2 separate regions of the Mus musculus genome follow, and region 2 is linked to region 1. The links are chromatin contacts, called in public Hi-C maps. All regions are on one chromosome and are shown on one strand. Each heading gives the region's core, a stretch centred on a gene start, on an enhancer-like site or on the middle of the called end of the contact. The rest is flanking DNA. Distances are from core to core; before and after follow the strand shown.

Region 1 (6,421 bases), core at 2,192-4,691:
AAGCCCTCGTGCATCTTTGGATCTCACTTCAGCAAAGAAAGTGGTTCTGATACCAGCCTAGGTTAATACAAACCAGTGTGTGCCCACTTGGCACAGAGAACACAGCTGGCTTCTTGTGCACTCATGTGGACACACGCGCACATGGATTCATTTACATGCATCTGGAGAGAACCTATCCTGGTGTGCTGTTCATTGCAGTGGTAAAAAGACAACAACTGAGGAAGAAAGGGTTTATTTGGGTGATGAGTCCCAGTAAGAGTCTAACACCAAGGGAAGACCCCAAGGTAGGAAGCTGAAGGCAGAAACTGATACAGAAACGACTGGGGGTGCTGCTTGTGGGTTTGATCTCATGGTTTGCTTGAACTTTTTACTATGTGACCTAAGACCACCTGTAAAGAGAGGGAAGCATTGCCTTTCTACATCAATCACGAATCAAGAACATGCCCTGAGTGCTTGTGTCTACAGGTTAATCTTTAGGATGCATTTTCTCAGTGAGGGTCCATCTTTCCACATGGCTCTAACTTGTGTTAATTAAAAACAAAAACAAAAACAAAAACAAAAAAAAAACCAAAAAACAAAAAAACCCTCTCAGCAACACAGCATCCTAACAGCATCTGAGAATGTATGTGCCTCAATGGTAGCATCTGATAAACTGAGCATGAACTGTCCTGTTCTGGTCTTCTTAAATGACATCATCTCGTCTCCCTTATCATCTTCTCCATCGTGTCACCCATTGGCTTTTTGTCTCTCCTCGCCCCACTAATACCTTCTCCCCTATTATTGAGAGTCACTCAGCTCTGTTCCGAGATTCACACACCTTACTCAATCTCTCCGCTCAGCAAGACAGAAGTCCTGGAGTTAATGGCAACTCCCCTCTTTAGAAAGCAGTTTAGCTACACTCTATTTTACTTAAGGATAACCCCGGGGGTTTCACCCAATCCCCAACCCAAGCCATTTATCAAAGCAGCTCTTCCAAGCACATCTATCATTTGGTCCAAGGATCTTTCATTCTGGCCGCTTAGAGGAGACCATGAAAGATAACACTTCCTCTTCAGAGCTACAGATCCATACATAATGTTAAAGCGGGACTCTCCTTCATCCAGCAATGCTTCTGGGAGTTGGTTTACATGGGTCTGTGCAAGCAAAGAAGAAGAAATTCATGCCTGGGTGAGCTCCTGGGTTTGCCCAGCCTTGATGGTTCCTGGCACTGCCTTGTTTCATCCTCTGAGGATCATTCTTAGGCTTAAAAAGAGGGCGAGCAACTTGTCCAAGGTCACAGCCAGTTAGACGCAGAACCAGGACTTGAGCCCAGCCATGTGGGCTCCCAAGTCCCCACTTTCCCAGTAGACCAGGATGCTTCCTCTCTGTCTGTCTAAATGCACTGAGTCGACATTGCAATGCGAGAGCTCAAAAGCCTACAGAAAATGTGAGCCAGGCTTGGGTAGGATGTGATGGAGCTAAAGGGGATCTTAGATTGTTTTAATCAACTTCATTTTACAGATAGAGAAACTGGGGTCTCAAAATAGGAAGTGGTTTCCCTGTGATGACAAAGTAGAACCAAGCCAGACTAGAGCTCTGATCTAACGGAGTTCTTTCAAGCTGTCCCATAAACAACACGCATGTTCCAATTGATTTGAATATAAACCAGGCCTCTTCCCTCCAGTTGTCATCCATCCCAACAGGGAAAACCACCAGAAGGGTTCATCGCCTGCAGCCCCCACACTCGGTACCCAATTCAGTACCCAATGACGAGAAGTCCTCACCTTGAAAAGTCACAGATATTACAACTTTGATTTCTCTGCCAGCTGAGGGTCCTGGCTGGTGTGATGGGTGCTAGTAAGTTCCCTTTTTGGAGATGCGGGGATAGAATGTTCCCATCCAGGCTCTTGAGTTCCTCCCACAGGATGGAGCAGGCCTCTGGCTTCTGGGCTAGCTGGTGATGGAATAGATTTTCCTACAAGCCAACTTTGGAGTCAGCCCTGGTGCAGTGCAGCATTCACAGAAACCCAAGACCAAATGCAAAAGGAAAAAAAGAAAAAGAAAAAACCTTTGGCTCAATATGTAAAACCTCTCCAGCAATAAATTTAAGCAGTTCCATTTGGGGCTCTCACAATTTCCTCCACTCAGACAAACTGCTTTTGATTTCAAACGTTCCTGAAGGAAATTGGCCAATTGCTTACTTCGACTGTCAGGGCCATTATGCTGAGCCTGATGGCAGGACACAAATACAACCTAGGGGTTTCTCGGACTCAGGTCTCTGTAAAACTGGCCCCTTTGGTGGGGGTCCATCCCTGAAGACCTTCACCCCTTTTGAAGCCTCAGAGCACTCATAGACCAGAGCAGTAGCAAATGGGGCCAGGCCGGGTCTCCAGCAAATTGGAACAAGGCAATCTAACATCTGGCTAAGTACTACCGACCGGCAATTGTGTCTTCTGTCCACGGGGGCGAGGTGACCTCCTGACAGCCTGGGATAGCTCAAGTGGACAAACAGACCACTCAGAGGAAGTAAGAAGAGACATCCGAGTTCAAAGGATCACGATCATAGATGCTCTGTTTATAGAGCCTGGCTCTATGTCAGTATGCTGGGCACTTTACATGGAAACCACACTAAATCAAAACTTGTAAAGCACTATATAGCACTCTAAGTGTTCTACAAGTGTTAGCAACTGCTGTGGATGTCATCACATTTTGGTCGGTTGGTTGGTTGGTTGGTCTGGTTTGGTTTGGTTTTTGGTTTGTTTGATTTTTAAATTATTTTTATTGATTCTTGGTGAATTTCACATCATGCACCCTAATCCCACCCATCTCCCCCTCCCTCCATATCTTTCTGCCTTCCGCCCTTGCAACTCTCCCCTACCTCCAAAAAGGAAGACAAAAAAATAAAAACAAAAGTTAATTAACTAATTAATTTGAAAATAGAAATCTTGCTGTAGAAGCCGCTGTGTGGCGTGGGCTGTAACCCTTTTGTCACACAGCTCTACTTGCAAATAAACGTTCATTGCAATGAGTCACTGGTCTGCCTGGAGGCCTCTGGCTTCTGCTACTCTGTCAATACTGGGACTCCTCTCAAATATCCCGTCATTGCCCTGTGTCGTGGAGATCCTGCCAGCAGTTCATAGATGGGGTAGATGTTAGGGTGGACCAACTCAAAGCCTTGGATCTGGGCCTGGGTGGTAGCTGAGTTGTTCAGCGGGCCAGCTCTCCCATGCTCAGGCTGTACTCCAGAACTGGTCCAGCTAGGGGCAGGGCCAGCTGTCCCACTCTTCACACATCAGGGTTAGCTCTCTGTTGCCCACACCACCAGCTCTACTGCGCTGCCTGGGTGAGGTGTGGATGGGGCCAGCTTTCCCGCTCTGGAATGGCATCTCTTCTGAGCCTATGCCACTGCTCAGCTGGTGAGGGGTGGAACCAGCTCACTTGATCTCACATTCTCCGTGCCAGCTCTCTCACACTGCACAGGCAAAGAAAGGACAGAGCCAGCTCTGTGCAGCCCTAGGACAACAACATGGCTTGTGGCAGGCTACTCCCATTAGGCTACTCCTCACCATCCTTGCATTTCTAGTTCCTCTTCTCTTTATAGTGTCCAAACTGTGACACTTCTCTTTCCCTCCCATTTCTCCTCCCACACCGTTGCACAGTCTGGTGGCACAGCTTGCCTGCCAACCTGCACTGACTACATCCCTGTCTATCTTACATCCTTCACCATGTGGTAGTGGGTGTGCCTCTGGGCAACTTCAGCACACCCAGGTCCATGTGGCTGCATGTTCCTCTTGAGTGTCTTCTGTACACGCTAATGCCATCATTAGGGCTTTCGGTCAACTGAGCCAGCTCTCACTAGCTTAGAATAGACAACCTGATCTACAAGTTCCCACAATGCTCTTTTATCAAAGTACATTTGACTCTACACTTAGCATTTTATCATCTCAGTTTGGGACAGACTCTGTCAACCCTGTGATCCCAGATTTCTGACCCAGATGAGTGGTGCTCTCTGGGCACTGAGCTCCCAGAGAGTCCCAGAAGTCTGGCTGGAAAGTGGCTCACGTCCAGCCATCTGTGATGATAGAGACACTCCTCCACCTTCGCCTACAGTGGGAGAGGTTGCACATGCTGCTTTAGGAGAGAGGAAGAAGGGATTTATTTCTTTTGGTGAGCATCTCCTGACTCCAGCATCACCATGACAACATCTGGAAGGTATCCCTGGCTGGAAGCCAAGACTCAGAAGACTGTTTGTTCCTGCCGTGGCACCGACTGACTGTCTCAGGTAAGTAGGTTCCAGGAAACTTTCCCCCAGCTGAGCAGGAGGACACGGGCAAATGCTTCATGAGCAAATCACACACACACCACATACACACATGTACATACAAATATACACATATATACACATATTGCATGCACATATACGCTCTCACACACATATACATACCACATATACACATACATACATATACACACACACATATATATACACATAAGCAAGCATAGATACATACAATACATGCATATATACATACACATATATACACATATTGCATGCACATATACGCTCTCACACAATATACATACCATATATACACATACACATATATACACACATATATATATACACATAAGCATAGATACACACAATACATGCATATATACATATATATGCACACACACACATATACACATATCACATACACATTTATATCATATATATACATATATATATATATACACATATATCCACACATACACACAAATGAGCATGCATACACTCAAACATACACACAAACACACATATGCACACACACACACACATACACTCCAAGAGCTTGGCCTTAAAACACAGGTTAGAGACTGACTCCTGGCAGTCAACTCCTTTTGAAATGTGCCTTGTTAGCGGCTGGTTCCATTGCTCACCATATCCTACCCCAAAGAACACCTACTTCTTCCTTCTCTGCAGATCCTGGCAACCTCAAGGATGGCTCTCCCCATGACCAGTTGATCCAAATAGATCACAGTCACACAGAAACGCTACAAGTTTTCATTCCCAGCACAAGGCCAGACACTGACAACATACTCACTATTTTTTAAAAAGGAAGGCACCCTGGTCTCCCTAGAAAACAGACTTTATGGCCAAAATGAATACCAGAGCCTGTTCATGCTGGTATCCAAGGTAAGAGAGGAGATGCAAGGATGGACAGGTTAATGCAATCCAGCCCACTGCCTCGGAGACATGGCGGTATTGTTAGATTGCTGCACTGTGGGGAAAGACACTCACAAAGCTCCTCTCAAGTCTGCGCTTAAGACTTATGCTTTCGATGGTTTGGCCAGGGCAACAGTCCCATCACAGAGGCCTGAGGACCTCATGATTGGCAGTCTGGAGTAGGAGGAGATTCCAAACCAGCAGCCGTAGGAGGAAAGACGGAGCTGATTGACAGGTAGTGAGCTCCCCCTTGCCCATCACTGTGGTTCAAGCGAACGCTAGGAACCACAGAGGCACGTGTGAATAGAGGAGTCAAGCAAACACTAGGAACCATGGAGGCATGTGTGAGCAGAGGAGTCAAGAACCTTTTTCCTGCCCTGCACCCATGACTCTGCTGCCTTTCGTCCTGTCTGCACAGGCTGGTCTCTTCACACCACAGCTCTTGTGCCCTAACTACTTTAAGGATCTATTTCTTTGGCAGAAAATAGTGGCGTATCGAACCACGGCCAAGCCGGCCTTCTTCTCTTTCTCTGTCTGTGGCACCTCCCCAGCAGCCCACACCAGCAGCCTTGCTCTACTGCCTATAAATACAGAGAGTTCTGCCCAAGGAAGAGGACTTTCATCTTTATAGGAAAGCTTGCAGGGCCTGGAAGATGACTCCATGGTTAAAAGCATGCACTGTCCTTTCAGAGAACCCAAGTTGGCTCCCAGTACCCATGTCGGACGGCTCATAGCTGCCTGTAACTCCAGCTCCAGGGCACTGGGTGCCTACGCCTCCCACAGGCACCTGTATTCACATGCATACACATGTGCACATAATTTTAAAAAAGAAAAGAAGGGGAAAAGGAAGCAAGCAAGCAAGCCTTTTAGCACCAAAAAGTAAAGATGGTATGAGTAGGGGTGGGGACCTAGTTCTCTCCATCCACCTTCCCCAGAATGGTGTTCCCTGAGGGGCTCTACAGCGGGATTGCCTTTGCCTGTCCCTGGAAAGAATGAGCCGCTGGGAGAAGGCATCTCTGCTCCCACATTGGGTCCAACTCAAGCCTGGTGCTAGAGAGAAGAGCTTTCCCGGCAGGGTGGGGAAAAAGCATAACCAGCTGCCCAGCCTCCAGTAGCAACTCAACGGAAGTAGGAGTCACTAGCTGCCTCCTACCACAGAATGGACTTAGATCCCAAGCGCCTGGCCACCTTGTAGAGAACAGCTGTGGTCCTGATTTAGAAGGCTGAGGCAGA
Region 2 (6,972 bases), core at 281-2,780, 720 kb before region 1:
GACTAAACCCTTTCCTCCCCAACTTGCTTCTTGGTCTTGATGTTTGTGCAGGAATAGAAACCCTGACTAAGACAAATTGGTAGCATTTCCCAGCATCCCTGCAAGTCTGTAGTCTGGCCTACACAACAACAAATTCCTATAGCTTGCTCTCTCTCTCTCTCTCTGTCTCTCTCTTCCTCTCTTTACTTTGCCTGGCATGGTACCCTATAGGTCACCTAGAACAATATCTCTTGCTAGTGCAAACACATTTTCCTGGGAAATCATAGGCTCAAAGGGAGGCAAGGTATGGCCACAAACCAAAACCAAAAGTTAAAGCCAGTCTTGGAAGTCTGAGAATAGTTTCCTTGTAGGGAAATACTGCTGAGACCATGTGTATGTATGTGTGTGTGCATGTGCATGTGCGCGTGTGTGCGTGTGTGCATGTGTGTGTGTGTGTGTGTATGTCTATCTTCTAACATCCCCTGCCCAAACCTTACACAGGCTAAGACCAAAAATGTCACCTCTAGCCCTCCCTGAAAAGTTTTCAGGACAGTGGCTCCAATCAATCAGTTGACACCCAAGATCCATGGCTCCTGCCTGTTGGTGGCTGCTCAAGTTTGAACTCAATCCTTATATCAATGAGAACATGTGTTCTTGTCCTATGCATGTGGCACTACTGTCCCCCACTGGATTTTCGGTAAACCCATTTACACACAAACAGGTCTGTTGGCCTTTACTGCACTCTCCACAGTTGGACCACTAGCAGGGTATCAACTTTTACCCCAAAGAAGCCATTTTGCTTAACTGTTTTAGTGCTCTGTAAACTTAACTCTAAGAAATGGGGACTCTTTCAAGGATGGGGAGGGGCTGCCAGAAGAGCTAAGAATTCAAAATTTCAAGAACTCCAATGTAATTAATAAACTCTCAGGTTCTCTTCCCTCTTTCTCCTCCAATTTCTTCAGAGAAACGAAGGATTCAGACTCTGAGCCGAAGTGCTTGGGTTTTAAATTAGACAACTTTGTCCTGACAGGAACCAAGTCCCAGCTGTCATAGCTGATTATTTTTAGAGTTACTACTAAACCCTTTGTGCAGCAGGCATTGCCACTGCTCGAGGGAAACAGAAAGCCTTCACATGCTCTCATGACAGCTCCCGAGACATTCCCCCTCCTTGCCTTCATTATTTCTAGCCTGTGTGGAGGATGAGGAGGCAGCATCCTGACAATCACATGGAGAAAGGCAGCCCTTATTATGACCCACTGGGGGACAGGGATATAACGATCCCAGAGGCGGAGCAAAGCCCACAGCCTCTAGAAAGCCAAAGGGAAAGATTCCCAGGGCCCAGTAGCAACTCTAATAAGATTCAGATAAACCTTCATCTTTCCTTAAAGGAAGAAAAAAAAGTCCACGGAGACACCAACCACTAAGAGGGCTTACCTGCAAATGACTGAGTTTGGTTGGCATTGGTCAGCTCGGGGATGACATCACAGTATCCCTTCTTTGACCCAACAAAGGCCACCAGCACTGAAAAGGCTGGGCCCTGGCTGAGGCTCACACACAGAGGAAATTTCACCATAAGTAGGGCACCTTCTAGATTGCTCCTCGGGTGCAGAGACAGAAATCTCTGCTATCCAGATCAGCAGGGTCCAGCGAAGGACATTATGGTTGTATAAACATGGGGGAAAAAGACCAGCTAAGGCCCAAGGTGAATGTGTCTTCTTACATCCATTTTATGCTGAATTTCAGAAACAAATTCAAGGAGCAACAGCCAAATACCTACCTTGGCTTTAAAGAATTCTCTAGAAAGTGTTCAGAAAAATGGAGATCCATCTCAAAGCACGAAAAGGCAAAGTATGAAGCCCTAGCAGAGCTCGATAAAGCCCGGTACCAGCAAGAAATGATGAATTACATAGGCAAGAGAAGAAAGAGAAGAAAGAGGGACCCAAAGGCACCGCGGAAGCCCCCATCCTCCTTCCTGCTCTTCTCCCGGGACCACTATGCTATGCTGAAGCAAGAGAACCCCGACTGGACCGTGGTGCAGGTGGCCAAGGCTGCTGGGAAAATGTGGTCCACAACTGACGAAGCAGAAAAAAAGCCCTATGAACAGAAGGCTGCACTTATGCGGGCAAAGTATTTCGAGGAACAGGAGGCCTACCGCAACCAATGTCAAGGCAGGAAGGGGAATTTCTTGGAATCAGCCAAGACCAGTTTGAAACAATAAAACATCATTCAATTGACTTTCTGGTCCTGGTGTCCTGTATGGTCGTGTGTCCTTGGATGCTATGCTATGAGAGTAAGTGGTTTCATTGAGGTCCAGTCTTGGGAAGGCTGGCTTTCAGAGAGAGAGAGAGAGAGAGAGAGAGAGAGAGAGAGAGAGAGAGAGAGAGAGAGAGAGAGAGAGAGAGAGAGTGCTAGCACTCTAAGAGAGGGAACTGGCTGCAGGACCCAAATGACCTGGGTTGACCAGGGTGGTCAAGCACATGTGCAAAGTCACTTGGGCTTGGGGAGCGACATCACTGCTTTTGTGACCAAAGTAGAGTGATTGGCTCAGACATTTCTTAATAAAATTCCCAGCTTCTGCTGCGGCTTGCCATCTCATGGGAATGGGGTCAAACTAAGAAGGGATTGTGCGATCTCTACAGTCAGCCATTTTGATTTTCATTACTACTCTGGGCTCAGAATCAAGTTGTTTGGTTTCCCACATGCCAGGTCCATGGGACAGGGGCTTTGGGATGCTCCTGCCCAGTGAGAGAACACAATGAGAGAGAAGGTTATAAAATACAGCAACGGGAGTGGTGGTGAACAAGAAGCATGGGGGGGGGGGTAGGGGGTGTTGGGGGAGGGATGAAGCTGCCCAAGAAGATCTCACGTTGGTGAAATTCCCACCTCCCATGGCTTACAGCTGGAACTCCAGCTTGGCTTTGCTTCTCCTGCGCCCTCTCAGGAGGTGCCCTCATTTTCTGCTTCATTGAAAAGACAGAGATCATCAGACTTAAGTGTTCTCCTTCCTCTCAAAAACTTCAACCCACACTCATCCCCGCCCCTGCCTTGTGTCTCCTAGGGAGCCCCGGCCTCCTCCTCGAAAGCAGGGTACAGCACCTGCTTTATGCATTATCTTAGTGACTGGATGAGGCAGCACAGTTCTGAATACTTAATAGGTGGTATTGCTTCTAGGCAATGGTACCCTACCTTGCTAGTCAATTTGCCTTAGAAAGTTTCCTTGCAGTTGGGTGAAGGGAGCAGTTCAAGGAGCTGGGAGAAAATTGTCTGGCAGCTAGGGGGATGTTAAGCTAACGCTGAAAGCAGAGGCTCTGCCCTCCAAGCAGAAGGAAGTGGAGGCTGTGGCAACCACATAAGTACAGTGCGGATCACTACAGCTGAGCCATCATGTGACAACTCAACCGTGGCCAAAACCTAGGTCGTGGCCTTGTGAAGTCTGAAGCGATGGATGCAAGGCTAAAAGGAAAGGTATTTATCATAGGCTAGCCTCCACCTTCCTTCCTGCCTTATTGTCTTCAGCAAGGTCAGAAGGGGTAAGCTCCCACAGGCAGCAGGTGATCAAACTCTACAGAGCTATTGTGTTAAGACACAGGGACAAAGAATACCAGCTGGCATACTTCTAGAAGACACTTTTGACAGCCTTGATCCTCTGCCTCGCTTCTGCCTTATTGTCTCCAACCCTCTGTTACTAACCCTTAAAATGTAGATTCAGACAACGTCCCCTCTGTCCCCTCTGTCCCCACCTCTGTCTGGTACTTAGACACAGACTTTCCTGTTTCCTCATTGCTGGCTCCTGAATGGCAGATATCTAGTGGATGGTTGTGTGACACATCATACTCTGCTCTGGGACCTTGTGTTATCCCTTTCCAGTTACGAGATTGTGGAAGTTCAAGTCAGTTTTGTCAACAGGATACAGGGCATCCTTGAAGACATGAAGGAGGATGCTTAAGGACAATGGGAGGGGTTGACCCTATTGGTGTCTAATAACCATGGTGGATGACAGTGGAGGAACACAAAGAGGGGGGAGAGGGAGCTTGCATCTAACATGATGGGTGGGAGAGTGGGCTGTCCAGTGAGATACCCTGCCCTTGAGAAGACAGAGACTGAGCCTCTGGGCCCAACACCATCATCGTGACTAGTCTTCTCTGGCACCTCTCTCTGTGTAGTCATTAATATATCTGATACTCTGAAAGGTTTCCTGCATCATACCAGTAGCTTCTACTACTAGGAATATATATCAAGGGAGGAACAGACAGAAAAGTCAGCCAACACACTGGAATTATCAGTAGTGCCAGGTGACGAGACAATTACAGGTTGGGTAGAGGGTATGTGCATATATGTACATGCATGTGTGTGTGTAGGTCAGAGGATAACTAGTAGGGCTTGGATCTCTTCCATCACATGGGTTCCAAATAAGTTGTCAGGCTCCATGGCAAGCAAGTGCCTTTACCTGTGGAGCCATCTAACCATCCCAGCACCTATGTTTAAAGCACAGTTAAGGATACTGAGTCCTTTGGGGAAATCCCTTTGTGGTGGTATCACAGGGACTTGGGACATGCCAGAGTGCCTGTGTAAAATGAAGTTTGGGTGCTAGGCTCAGCGAGTTCATGGGAAATGTGAGCGTGGAGTGTGGTGGAGAGTGTGGTGGAGAGGAGCCATGTGCTTCCATCTATGATGTGTATTATTGATTATTCTAGAATCTTCAGAGACTATCAAGTGCCAATCTCCCACGATGAGTTCAGGAAGAGGAGGCAAAGCTAGAAGACACGAGGCTAATAGGCTCTCGTTCCCCTTCAAGAACAGAGATAATGAGGGCCTCCATTGGGAATTGCTTGGAGAGACCATTGCTAAAAACCCAGAGTGGCAACTGTGAGATTGCTCTCTCTGTGATTCATTCTCCCCAGAAGGGGGGCTGGTAAGCATGGGTACCAGAATGTTTCATAGGAATGCTTTGCCCGGCCTCACATGTGCACCAGGGCCATGTTGTTCTGCTCCAGTCCTACCTCTGGCCCTTCCTGTCCCTGCAGTGAGGTCAGGCCTCCCTGTTGATCAGTTCCTCAGTAATGAAGTGGACCCTCCTCTTGCTTTCCCGTCATCTGCCAATTGATTCTGTGCTGGAGAGGGAAATAAGTATATTTCATTTATCGGGTTTCCCTCAAATCCCAACAGAGAAGTAGATCAAGGTTGCAGGAGGATCGATGTGAAAATGTCATTCAACCACACCGGGATCTTTTTGTTGGCTGCGCCATCCACTAAGACCTCAACTGTTTAGGGGATTAAAGCTTAGTTCTCTGGCCTGGAAGATCCATAAACAGGGTGTGGTCACCAAGGTGAGATTCTAAAGGTTGGGGTGCCCCATTTTCTCGGCCTGTCACTTCTTGTCACACTTCAATACATAAGATATGACCTTCAGGAGAGCTGAGGATAAGCCAGAGCCATTGTTGTAAATGTGCTGTGGGGGTGGGGGTGGGGGTGGGGGTGGGGGCTGCCCTTGGTAATGGTGGGTGGTGGCATTTGGCTTAGTCTGCTGAAGAGTCGTTTAAAGAAGATGAATGTATCACCTTAAGGAAACAGATCATCCAAAGAGACCAGGAGACTCTGAGGCTGTCCTTGATCTCTGAGTTGGGGTGCACTGACAGTGAACTACCCGTTAAAGCCCCCTCAGCCCCCAAAAGCTTTGCTGTCTCCACTAAAGGTTCCTAGTATAATCCCTGATATGCAGACTGGCTCCCTCTGCTTCTGAGATTCTCCCCTTTAACAGTGACATGTTTGCCTGGTCGCCTGTCACCTGTGGGAGTCAGATATGACATAATCAGGTCAGAAACCAGTCTCACTGTCCCTGGGCTTGTAAGATGCTCTTAGTGGCTCCACCTCTTGATATCTCAGCCTATGTTTCCCTGCCCATCTCTATGTGAACTGCATCTACAGATTCCATTCCAATAAAGATGATAGTATAAAAGTGTTGGGCTATCATTTGTGCATGTTCACAGGTGTGGAAGCCATAAGACAATCTGTCAGTTACATACACACATGTAAGCAGGTGCACAAATGTGAGTGTGTGTATGTACACACACACACACACACACACACACACACATGTGCCCATGCATATTTGCACACATGCACAAACACACATGCACACACATGCTCTCTTACTGACAAGAACTTGCCAAGTGTCTACCTGTCTCTGGCCTGAGATGAGATTACAAGAATGTGCCATCCTACCTGGCTTTTATTTGGGTTTTGGGGATAAAACACAGACCTTTGCCTGACTGGGCTTCTCCCCAACCATGTCATTTTTTTAAAACAAAATATTGGGTTATAAATCATATGACTTTAACCAAGTTCCGCCTTGCTCGAAGCACACTGACACATGGAAAACTGCTCATGAAAGAAGATCCCACGGCAAGGCACAGAAGGTAGATGGCAGTGACACACATCAGGAGCTGAGGTACCCAGCCTGGTCTTCAAGGTACTAAGTCCTTCCAAGAGCCAAGAGAGAGCCAGGAACTGGACCGTCTCCAGACAAAGAACTGGGCTCTGTAGCCTTAGGGACCCCTTATCTGCCGCTTGTCACCTAGCTAGGATGCACCCAATTCCTGACACACAGAGCCTGAGAGGTGTTTCGTGTTGTGTGCCACTAAGACTTCAGGTCGTTTATTACCTGGAACAGTCAGCAGATGCAGAGTTTGGCACCAAGGTAAGGAGAGACCCATGCCATAGACCTGTAAAATGTGGGCTAGCTGTGGAACCACATGTCTGGACCGGGGAGGGGCTGAGAGTGCATTAGAAAGATTGTTAAGACAAATCTTCAAAAGTTCAAGCAGAGCGTTGAAAGCAAGACGTGGAGGGTGTTGCCTGCAGGAGCCAGGAGGACAGAAGGAGTGTGTGTTAGAAACCAAGAAGGAAGGAATCCTTTGTAAGGCACAGTTTAGCAATACTGTTGTCTGTGGTTTCCTGGCCAAGAGGAGGTGTCCAGGGTTAGATGGAATTTCT

What was found. A called contact is a pair of places that touch in the nucleus more often than the background predicts.
Region 2: a Hi-C map of cerebral cortex shows a contact between it and region 1, with 1.6 times the contacts expected there. The contact joins the promoter of Hmgb4 here to the enhancer-like site in region 1. A contact is called at or near these places in 4 of 39 promoter capture datasets (embryonic stem cells, hippocampal neurons and stem cell-derived epiblast-like cells), 3 of 484 Hi-C or Micro-C datasets (cerebellum and cerebral cortex) and 1 of 9 other capture datasets (adipose tissue).

Annotation. Positions count from the first base shown.
Region 1 is chr4:127,540,626-127,547,046 of GRCm38.p6, reverse strand. No RefSeq gene overlaps it. Among named protein-coding and RNA genes, the nearest start is that of 1700080G11Rik, 69 kb to the right of the region's middle. Within about 2 kb of position 3,441, at least 22 of the 459 cell types and tissues checked have an H3K27ac peak or open chromatin away from gene starts, as enhancers often do. A contact at or near this core is called in cerebral cortex and hippocampal neurons, where this site is marked.
Region 2 is chr4:128,255,453-128,262,424 of GRCm38.p6, reverse strand. It overlaps Hmgb4 (high-mobility group box 4), which reads left to right and starts at 1,530. Exons shown (of 1, transcript NM_027036.3): 1 at 1,530-2,213. The coding sequence starts at 1,652. The coding sequence ends at 2,197. All of the region lies in intron 5 of Csmd2 (CUB and Sushi multiple domains 2), which reads right to left. Hmgb4os (high-mobility group box 4, opposite strand) reads right to left here and starts at 1,381. Exons shown (of 3, transcript NR_130980.1): 1 at 1,152-1,381.